2 separate regions of the Mus musculus genome follow, and region 2 is linked to region 1. The links are chromatin contacts, called in public Hi-C maps. All regions are on one chromosome and are shown on one strand. Each heading gives the region's core, a stretch centred on a gene start, on an enhancer-like site or on the middle of the called end of the contact. The rest is flanking DNA. Distances are from core to core; before and after follow the strand shown.

What was found. Hi-C and Micro-C count contacts between places; a contact is called where the count stands out from the background.
Region 2: a contact with region 1 is called in a Hi-C map of the C2C12 cell line, with 3 times the contacts expected there. The contact joins the promoter of Cpne8 here to the enhancer-like site in region 1. A contact is called at or near these places in 2 of 39 promoter capture datasets (3T3-L1-derived adipocytes and pre-B cells), 9 of 484 Hi-C or Micro-C datasets (the C2C12 cell line, Sertoli cells, adipose-derived mesenchymal stem cells and 4 more), 4 of 115 datasets of contacts at active chromatin or transcription factors (astrocytes, neural progenitor cells and vascular smooth muscle cells) and 1 of 9 other capture datasets (adipose tissue).

The regions. Positions count from the first base shown.
Region 1 is chr15:90,429,606-90,435,255 of GRCm38.p6, forward strand. No RefSeq gene overlaps it. Among named protein-coding and RNA genes, the nearest start is that of Gm36480, 79 kb to the left of the region's middle. Within about 2 kb of position 2,711, at least 29 of the 459 cell types and tissues checked have an H3K27ac peak or open chromatin away from gene starts, as enhancers often do. A contact at or near this core is called in the C2C12 cell line, adipose-derived mesenchymal stem cells, embryonic fibroblasts and 2 more, where this site is marked.
Region 2 is chr15:90,677,298-90,682,947 of GRCm38.p6, forward strand. Cpne8 (copine VIII) reads right to left here and starts at 2,091. Exons shown (of 20, transcript NM_025815.2): 1 at 1,871-2,091. The coding sequence starts at 2,007.

The DNA.
Region 1 (5,650 bases), core at 1,461-3,960:
CCTGAAGTGAATGCCAGGGAGGATCTGATATAGCCGCCAGAAAGTTCTCCTTAAATACAGATCTTTCCACTCTGTTTCTCTATCATGCTAGCTTCAGCCTCCTTCATTTCCCACAGCTTGTGGAATTTACCTGGCTCAATTGGTTTTTCTCACCTTGCAACTTATCAGGAAATGCTTTCTCAAACCTGTTTGCTAAATTTGCCCTTGAGACTGTTAGATAAACTAATTCCTCAGAATCCTCTGTAAGGTGGCTGTGTCAGACTTTATAGAAACTAACCAAAGGGTCTTTGTTTTGCTTTGTTTTTTTTAATTTAATTAACAAAAATTATATATATTCATGGAGTATAATATAATTTTGATGCATATGATATGTGTAGATTATTGAATGCCAAATAAAAATAATTACAGTACTTTGTGTGAATGTTGGTTAAACATTTAAAACATACCTTCTGCAATTGTTAAATATATTGTTATTAACTAGAGTCATTGTAGCATAATTAGTTAAGTTGAACTTATTCCTCTTAACCAATCCTGTCTTTTGCCCAAGAAATTTATTCTAAATGCATAGAAGACAATTTTAAATATGTGATTCCCTCATATAAACTTATTTTCCTAGAGGTAGTTTTTAAAGTAGTACATTCTATATAGGAGGTAGGGAAGAAAGTGAGGGAAAATAAGCAAATGGAAAAACAAAACAAAAACCAAAAATAACTCAGAGTTTAAAGAGAAAAAACTCCCCAGTGAGTCTGACAGAGAATAAAGCATATGCAGGAAACAGACAAACACACACACACACACAAATTAAAAAATACAAAAGTAACATATCCTATGCATAAGATTCCTGTGACCCTGGGATGCAAATCCCTAATCCTTTGTAAGCCATTGTCTTTGAACCTTTGATCATTCTCTATGTCCAGTCCTTGTCCACCCTTCAAAATGCTTTGCTTTCTTAGTAAACTTTGCTGTTAGTCATGTGTGTCTATCCAAAACCTCCTTCAGGGTCATGAGATCTTGGAAATCCCAGCAGATACTTAACCATATTCCTTGTTTACTCAAATCAATCTCCTTGACCTATGTTGAGTTGTTCATAGGTTTTTACATCATTTTGGTTTTGTCCATTTTGCTTTTATTTCCACTTTCCCCTCATTTTTATTTCTCAAGAGATCTGAATTTGAATAATAGCTTTACTCCCCACTCAGCTCCAGGAGAGCAGGCAATGCATGCATCTCTTAGAGTCTTAGTTGTCGCCTATGTAAAATGGCAGAAATAGGTTCTACCTTGAGGGTTATTATTTTGTTTTTAAGTTTACTTTGATTTTTATTTTGGGAGTTGGAGTTTTGGGGGAGGAGAAAAATAAAGTTGGTTGGATAGGGAAGTAGGGGAGATCTGGGGGGAACTAGTGTAATATCCAAAATAAGCTCAAGACCACTTAGCCCCTTCCCCTCTGAAGGAACTTTCAGAAACATAGTGGTCCAAATGACTGAGTCTACAGCTGCCAAAACAAAATGAGCTGTTCTCAGAAAAATAACCATAACAAGATAGCAGTTCCCAGAGAAATTCCCCTGCCCTCCGCTCCACAGTTAATTCTAAGAAAGACCACAAACCGTCCTGACATTGCTAGAATTCCCTGTGATGTTAATAGCTAAAAATCTGACCAAATCATAATAACCTACCATGGGAGCAGGCAAAGTGAGTCACTAGGCCAAAGGGTTACTTAGTCACTATGCAAACCAACAAACGCCTGAAAGGGTTACTTGCTACACCAATGAGAACCCTGTTGCCTAAATCTTCCCCTTACAAGGTATAAAAACTGTGTTCTTTCTTTGTTCTGGGTCTCTCCTCTGTCATGCATGCTGAGAGGGGGGTCCCCAACATGTTGGATCAATAAAAAAAAAAATCCTCTTGTGGTTTGCAGTGATGGCAGTATCTGTGGTCTTTGTGAGTGAGGGTCTCTTTTGATGAACTCTAACACTAGGAAAAGGGAAATAATTTTATCAAATATATTATCCTAAAAGTATAAATGAAATGAAGAATACAATTTTAAAAACAAACATATGATAATCCTCATATTGGTAGGAAAAGTCAACTTATACTAGTGCTTCTAAGAGTTCATTTAGTGGCTTGAGTTTCAATTTTGACTAAATTTCATATTCTTTAACTGCTTTTCATCTTTAGGGTTCCTTAACAGTTTTGATATGGAAATTGACATGATAGTAATTCTGTGTTTGTAGACATGATCCCATTTCATATCTCCCTCTGCTTTTGCTTCACAGGTGTTAGGTGGGGAAACCTGCCAATCTCTAACATGAAGACTTTGATGACGCTTTTGATAGAAAATTAGGTAACTTTTCTCTGGATATTTTGTAGAGAATATAGAATCTATCTGGGAACTTCTTTTCCACAAAACAGCATTAGAATATAAATAACTACTAGTTCTAATACAGAAAATTTCCTTTTTATTTCTTTCTTTGAAGTTTAACTGGTAGTTTTGTCTTCCCTAATAAAAAGCCCTGATACAAAGGATGTTTCAGAATTCTGGTGTCCAGCTCTGATTTCTTCATTATTCCATGAGCTTTTTGTGGAAAGTAAAAAAATGTCTGGCTTGCTACCCACATTCCTTTACCCATTTCTGACTAATATATCAGTCTATGTGTGTCTATTATTTGAATTGCGACTCCCACTGAGACTGTTTTAAAAGCCTCATTCCACACAAATACAAGAAGTTGAAAAGTTCATGGTGAGTCAGTGCTCATCTTCTCAGTGCAGAGATGAACCCACAACTTCCAAGGCAGGCCCAATCTCGACCTTGCAGACATGATCTCATCTACAAAGCTCATTCCAAAGAAACAGGTTGTCCAGTTACAAAAAATGCAGACAGAGAAAAGGAGAAAGAACCAATGATGTTTTAAGTAATTTTATGAGTGTTGAGTTGGGTGACATTCAGAGTTGGATAGGGGTGCTGGTGGATCACAAGCTGAATATTAGACATGCCCAGAATTTCTTGCTTCTTATCACAGAGCTCCCCAGAACCACACATAGTCTAAATGCCTATATTGTCATGTGTTAGGCCACCTTTGTTTTTTCCACAAGCTGTCTTAGAGTGATGAAAAGAAACTGTCGTAAAATGTGTAATTCTATGCCCGTTGAATTAAACTAATAAGGAATTAATTACTCACCACTGCCTAATTAATTTTTATGGTTTGACCTTTGTTATTGTCTGACAAAAAGAACTTGAGGTGTGGGTACAGCCCTGGGGACATTTTTACTCATATTTGAAGTTTGGAGTTGAGCAGTTGAGCAGAGAATTCTACCTCACAGTAGGTTTTATGTGAACACAAATCAGAGCATACTAGTGCCTACCAAATTAAATAACTATTTTCTTTACTTTAATTAGCAACATAACATGCTTCATTATGACTTTTTTTTTAACATACCTGATTTTGGTTTATTCTGTCCATGGATACCCACTCCTCTTTCATGCCTCTTTGCTTCCTTCCTGGGTTTGTACACTTCCACCTGCCAATACTCCCCACACCAGCATTAACACCTTACATGTATTACAGTACTTGCCTGCATTTCTTTTCTAAAGCCTCTTTTTATTCTCTTATGATCAAAGGTATAGTTTCCTAGTCTATTTCTAATTTGGCTCCACATAAATAAACATACATACAAATGGGAAACAATGCTCTAAGCTGCCTTCAGAGGTGCTTCTTATTGTAGCAGTGAGCAGTGAATGCTGAGACTCATAACTGACCAGTGTTAAGAAGGATGGTGGGTTGCTCAGCAGGGTGCCATCTACATCACCCCTTCCAAGACTCAGGAAACATTATGGCAGAGGGAGCAGAGAGCACAGAAGAGGCCACAGAAGGGAGGTGTGTTACCAAAGGCATCTTCCAGACAAGACAAGGACACCTGTACTCATGAAGTCATAGCAGCTGTGATTTTTCTAAACAAGATCTGCACAGTGCTATCAAGGAAAGGGGAAGGGCTTAGAGGCTCCCATTCCTTGCTCCCTGCTGCATTTGGATGTGGTTTCTTTTTAATTTTATACATCCTTTTAAAATTTATTTTTATTATTTTACAATCCAATCGCTGCCCCAACCCTGGCCCTCCTCTCACAGAGTCCCTCCCCACATTCCCCTTCCCTTCTCCTCTGAGAAGGTGGGGCCTCCCTTGGGTATCCCCAACCTTGGCACAAGACTCTTCAGAGTTAAGCACATCCTCTCCCACTGAGGCCAGACAGGGCAGTCCTGTTGGGGAGTAGATACTATTGTCAGACTACAGTTTTAAGGACAGCCCTTGTTCCAGTTGTTGTGGGAGCCACAAGGAAACTGAGTTGCATATCTGCTACACATGTGCCGGGAGTGTCCGTCCAGCCTGTGTATGCTCTTCAGTTTGTGGCTTTCTCTGAGAGCCCCAAGGGTACAGGTTAGTTAACTCTGTTGGTCTTCTTGTGGAGTTCCTGTCCCCCTCAGGGACTTCAATCCTTCCCCCAACTCTTCCATAAGAGTCCCTGACCTCTGTCTAATATTTGGCTGTGGGTCTCTGCATCTGTCTCTACTGCTGGGTGGAGCCTCTAACATGACAGTTATGTTAGGCTTCTGTCTACAAGTATAATAGGATATCACTAATAGTTTCAGGGACTGGTGCTCAGCCATGGGATGGGTCTCTAGTTGAGTCAGTTATTGGTTAGACATCCTTGTGTGCTTCAGATTATTCTTCATTCTTTTTGTTATCATTCTAATTCTTTCGGTGAGAATAGCGCCCTAGCTAGCTTCTATTGCTGTGATAAAGCTCATGATCCTAAGCAACCCTGGAAGGAAATGCCTCATTCAGCTTAGAGGTTACAGTCTAAACATGCACCATGGAGACATGCACCATGGATGTCTCTCTCTGCTTCTGCCCTTTCACTTTTAATGGATGGCTTCCCCAGTAAGGCATTTGCAAACCAATTCCTCTTTTCACCTGCTTACACAGGTTGGTTGTACTGAGAGTGGTCAAAGAAATCAGAGTCACTTGCTATTTAAGGACTGGCTTTCTTCCACTTGGTGCTCAGAGGAAGTTGTTCTGTTTTCATAAATTGAATGTGGCTAATTCTTGGCTCTGGGCTACAATCTTATTGTTGTGACTCTTTAACGCAGTCCCTCATTTTTTTGGTGACCCCAGCCATAAAATTATTTTTGTGACTACTTCATAGCTGTAACTTTGTTACTGTTATGAATTGTAGTGTAAACGTTTTTGTTTTCCAATGGTCTTAGGCGACCCCTGTGAAAGAATTGTTCAACTCCCAAAAGGGTTGGCACTCACGGATGAGAACTGCTGATCTATGGACCTTTTGTTCTTGACTTTGGCAATGAGCCTACTCCTTTATCTAGTTTTCTGGGTTTTTTTTTTCTTCCTTCCTTCCTTCCTTCCTTCCTTCCTTCCTTCCTTTCTTTCTTTCTTTCTTTCTTTCTTTCTTTCTTTCTCTTGTCTCTAAATAATCAATTTTGTTGATTTCTTGAGCATTCCACAATATCTACCAAAATTACACATTTGATATCTTAAAGCAGGCTTCTCAGTTTTGGCGCTGACTTGGGTTTTATTTTTGTTTTATAGTATTTGTTCCTTTAAATTGTATTTCACCTTTTCTACTCTAGTCTCATCTCTT
Region 2 (5,650 bases), core at 841-3,340, 250 kb after region 1:
CTCTTTAAGATTCTTTGATTTTTTTTTCCCCTATTTGAAACTTTTTTTTTTTAAGTTCCAAAAAGTAACCCCACATAGAAGAAAGACTCCAGGGGCTTGAGTAGGAAGCTAAAACAAACTGGTTTAAGCCAGTGCACTTCAGGATCCCAGTATACCTACAGCAAAGCATTAGTATCTTTGGTACATGAGACCAGGACTATCTCACCTCACTCCGAAGGAACTATAGGCTATTCAGAGTTGATGTGCCTTGTCTGTTTAGGGCCCTCCAGATGCCGCAGGATTTCAAACAAATGACAGACCTCTAAAAGATGCTGAGATAGTAGAATTCCTGACCACCCACTGCCCATTGTGTTATACGGTGTTAGGTAACAGTCACCTAATATTAAAGCCAGCTTCAGAGAGAAGAGATTCACCTACAAATCGCCACAGGAGTCTGCCAGGCAGCTGCTAACTGGAAGGAGCCTAGTGGAGCATTCAAAGCAGTTACCCCAATAACCCCAGGGCTGATGTCATGAACTTTCACATTCTGAGGTGAATCAGAGCAAATCCTATGTTATCCCAGGGTTTTCCCCTACCAAAGAACATGGCCACTTGGGGAATGGGTGCTAAAACTTGAATTTCCAAGAAACTTTAGTTTCAGGGCAGGAATGTTCAACCTGTGGGTCGCGACCCCTCTGTGAGTCACATGACCCTTTCACGGGGCTCACCTAGGACCATCAGAAAACACAGATATTTACATTAGGATTTGTAACAGTAGCAAAAATACAGCTATAAAGCAGCAACAAAAATAATTTTAAGATGGGGGGATCACCACTACATGGGAAACAGCATTAAATTGTCACAGCATTAAGAAAGCTGAGAACCTGTTTTAGCGGCGTTTAAACTTCAGGGTTTGTTTACAACAAAAATCACTCATGCTTATTAAAGTCTTTTACAACGATCTTTCCTTACAGAAAGGCTAAGAACATGTGAGGGCATTTAAAAACACGGGGGCGTAGAGGGGTAGGAGTGAAGTTTTCCAACGAGACCGGTGAAAGGAAGTATTCAGCCTGGAAGTGGGCACCTGGGTACGTGCAATGTAGTATTCTTAATATAGCCAACCATCTAATTCCCCAAAACTGGGGCAGCACAGCTATTCTACCTAACTTACTGAGGATCTGGCCCAGGGAGTATCAGGAAGGGAGTCTGAAACTGGCAGTCCTTGAGAGTTGCTGAAAGCATTCTGATGTTTGTCTACCGGCGGGCAGAAAATAAGTCGTGACTTCTCAATTCTTAGGTAAGCCTCTGCCTGGAAGACTGAACCTGGAACCGCTACAGGCCTAGGGTAAACGTCCCGGAAGGGTGGAGGGTAAGGAAGCTGGATGGTTCCAGGAAGTGAGTGGGGAGGAGGAAGCTGTGGAACTGGAGCTGAGCCCACCGCATGGCTTCCCGGACGCCTGGCAGAGGGAGTCCCTGGCCAAGGTGCGCAGCATCACGCGCGCTCTTGGTAGGACTGACCCTTCGGTTCCCGACATCACTGAACCTCTGGCCCTGATTGCGGTTGTTTAAAATAAATAAATAATTTTTTAAAAGGTTGCGAAGTGGGCGGCGGCTAGGGTTTCTGTAGCTGAGTCACAGCTTTGCCAACTTTCACAACATTTCCCAGAAAAAAAAAAAAAAAAGACTCAGCCAAAGCCCACCACTCTCGTCCCCAGTTCTGTGTCATTTGACCCTCTGGGGGGGAGGAGGGGAAGGTAACGTCAGCCAGTACCACAACTAGTCCCCACTCAGCATGCAACTTCTCACCAGCGCCAAGCCTCGTGGTACCTGGAGCGCTAGCCAAGTGCCACCAAGCTCGGATGGAAGGAAGAAAAGAGAGCCGCGTCCTCACCTGCAGGACACTGACACCTCCACTCGTGTGGCGGGGATGGCCGCACTCAGCTGGTTCAAGTCCCCGATGCCCGTGGCGCTGGTGTAGCGGCTGTCCATCTCGAGCTGAGGAACGGAGCACTTGTCCCGAGCCCACATCCAAGCTGCGGCGGGCTGAGCGCTGCTCGGAGCGGAGCTCCGCACCGACGGGAAGGGGTGAGGGTGGAGGCAGAGGAAGGAGGCGGAGGCGGCGCGGGAAGGGGAGGGAGGAGGCGGACCTCGTCGCGAATCCGGCGACCGAGCCAGTCCTGGCAAAGCCGCCTCGGTCTCCCAAGTGGCGCTCCGGGCTGCTCCCGCCCTGGGGCAGCCCCCGGGCGGTGACTGGGTCTGCAGCTCGGGGGCTCTGGGCGTAGGGCGCAGAGACAGTAGGTGACCCGGACAGACACCGCGCCGTCTAGTGGGAGAGCCCCAGGCGCCGGCGATTGCCCCCCGCCCCAGCTGATATGCTCCCCACTTCGGGCTACTGGACTGATGTGGTGGTGGGGCAAGGGATGGCCACCAGCCTTTGACTCCTGGTGCAGAGGGGCGTGCCAATATATGGGGCAAGCTTGGGTGGAGTGGACGCTGTTGGGACAATCGCAGCGTTATAAGAGAGGTTTCAATGCGTCTGCCATCCCCTGCAACTTTTAGGCGAGGGTCTCCTTAAGGCAAGATCGGCGCCTTGCAACGCACTTGCCAAACCGCAGGGATTTCTGCCCTGAGGCCCGGGAGGTCGTAATAATAACTTATAATCTAGCTCCTCCTCAATCCTGCTCCTCAAGACCTGAAAGCAGGGCAGCGTAAAGCAGATGAGCAGCTCGGGTGACCGGGGAGTTTAGCAAATAGATTCCTGGCGGCGCGACTGGGAGTGGGCAAGACGCGGGGCGCCGCCGCAGCTTGCCGGGTAACCCCCACTTTCCTGCGCACACCTGACCCGAGGCGTCACTGCGGGTCTTCTGGCGATGGCCGCCAGGGGGCGGTGGAGAGCAGGGCGCCCAGCCTCAGGAGGGAGCGTGGCTGGCTCTAGCCCTGGCTCACCTGGAGAATCCTGGGCTTGTGACTGGTCTCCCTTGTGGTATTTTAATCCACTTGGAGCCACTTCCTTAAAGAATCTGTGTGGTTGCAGGGGAAATAGAGTGTAGATGCTTGCCGCTCTTCCCTGCCCCAAATGTTTGCGTCACTTTGGTCTTGTTTGCTTTCCCTGGTCGCCCCGCCCTCCCTTCACCACCCCTTAAATCCACCAGTTCTGTTTTTCTTTCTCTTCCCCCTATCACAAATTAAACTGCAGCTGATGACTAGAATTTTCCCTCAAGCTCTCTTATTGATGCCTGAAATTGATTTGGTGGAGGAGGTCTAGAGGGTTTTTTTTTTTAAGCAAACTAGAATTTTATTTTGCAGGCACCTCCTGAAGAAATAAAAGGTAAGGACTTTAGTGCTCAACCCAGAGGCCTTCTCCGAATTTTCCACTTTATCTAGGTCCATATGTGTGTGTATCTGAATGCATTGATTTACATGCACAATAGCATGCAGGTATTTAAAGTGTGCCCTCTGATGGATTACGATCGGTATCAACCCGCTAAACCATCACCACACCAAAATAATAAACCATTCCCTCGCCCCAAAAGCTTCTTGTGTCTCTTTTGTAATCAATCCCTGCTTTCGCCATTAAAACAACACTTCATCTTTAATTTAAATACCACAGAATATGGCACACTCCATGCCTAACCCGGTTTCTTTCCGTCTGTAAAATTCTTTGCAGTTTCATCTACGATAACAGGTGCATCAATAGTGAATAATCTTCCTTTTAGAGACTTGCCACAAATTGGTCACCCACTCATCTTGATGAACAGTGTACTTGCCCCTGGGTTTGGGCTATTACATACGAGACTGCTGTGAACGCTGGCATATGGGTCTTTTGTGGGCATAAGCTTTCATCACACTGGGCAAGTAGAAATAGAATAGCCAGATGAAAGTGGAAGAGTACACGTAATTTCTTAAGAAATTACTGAATTGTTTTTACAAACTAGTTTTACTATTTTCTATCCTAAAGTAATATATGATGGCCAATTTTATCTATGAGAGTTTTTTTGTTTGTTTGTTTGCTGTTTTGGTTTAGTTTATGCCCATGTCAATGCTAAAAACCCTTGGCATATATATATATATATATATATATATGTATATATATATATGTATATATATATATTATACACACATACATACATATATAAAAATATATTTTGTTTTCTTCTTGTAATTTTAGTTTCAGAATTTACATTTGGGTCTATGGTTTCTTTTAAAGAATGTTTTAAAATTATCTTAAAGTAATCTTTGCCAAAAAATCAACATAGCAAATAAGTTCACTCTTGGACACTGCCTTGTTCTGTTGACCTGTCTGTCTCTGTTTAAACCAGAATCAGAGTGTCTTAACTACTACGGCAACAGGATATTTTTAATTGATTCCTTTCCAAAGAGTTTGGCCACTTTAAAATGTTTGTATTTTCCTCACAGAATTCAGATTCACCTTGACAATGTCTATAAAAATTCCTAAATTTTTAATTGAGCTTATGTTTATCCTAGACATGGTCCCTAATAGAGAGGAACTGGCATCTTATCAGAATTCATCTTCTGACCGCAAACACTGTACAATTTGCCATGTTTTTTAGGCCTTCCTTAATATGTGTCAGGTTTGACTTGTTGGTACCATAGGAAGAGACTGGAGGAAACACAGTGAGGCAGAGACTGAAGCTGCTCTGTACTTTCCTGGGGAACTCCAGACAACTGCAACCTCTGACAGAGGCAGGAGTTCGCACTTGACACTTTGAAGAGAATGTGGCCCTGGGAGTCAGTCAGGTTTACAACTTTCAGTTCTGTGAGACTGCAAGCTCCATTGTTTGAAGCCTGCCAGTTTGTGGCCATATTGTCTCAGCCTTAGGAAAGGTAAACACTGGGTGGAAATGTTAATTCCATGCCGATTGCTTAAGCTCAATACTAATGAGCGTAGCCTAAGGAGGCAAGCTTTGATGATAGAGCAAAGAATATGTGGAGTACAGCTTCCCATTAATAAATCCGACCCGAGCACAGAACTACAATCATTAAAAATAAATGTATCGGTGTGAACTTTAGCTTTTCCACCTGTGCTTTTCTTTAGAAAATGTACTAACAGCATGTGTTAAAACGCATTCAGGTAAACAATGTGTGTAGCCTTGTGATGTGCTAAAAGCAAAGATGAATTATTCACCAGAGCAGTCATTTGGCAAACACTGCCTGGATGTCCCCCTCGGCACTGGACACTGTTAGATCTGAAAGAGGAAATAAAATAGCAGATAAGGACCTTGTAGGGTGTCTTGGGGTTTTTACTGCTGTGAACAGACACCATGACTAAAGGCAAGTCTTAGAAGGACAACATTAAATTGGGGCTGGCTTACAGGTTCAGAAGTTGAGTCCATTATCATCAAGGTGGGAGCAGGGTAGCATCCAGTCAGGCATGGTACAGGAGAAGTTGAGAGTTCTACATCTTAATCTGAAGGCTGTTAGCAGAATACTGACTTCCCGTCAGCTAAAATGAAGGTATTAAAGCCCAGGACCACAATGACACACCTACTCCAACAGGGCCACACCTACTAACAGTGCCCAAGCATATACAAACCATCACATAGGGATTATATCAATCGAATCATTCCATTTCTGCCATGTCTTTGATTATGTGTCATTATCCATTATTTTAGGAGCATGTACTGATAAAATAGGATAAGGAGAAGCTAGT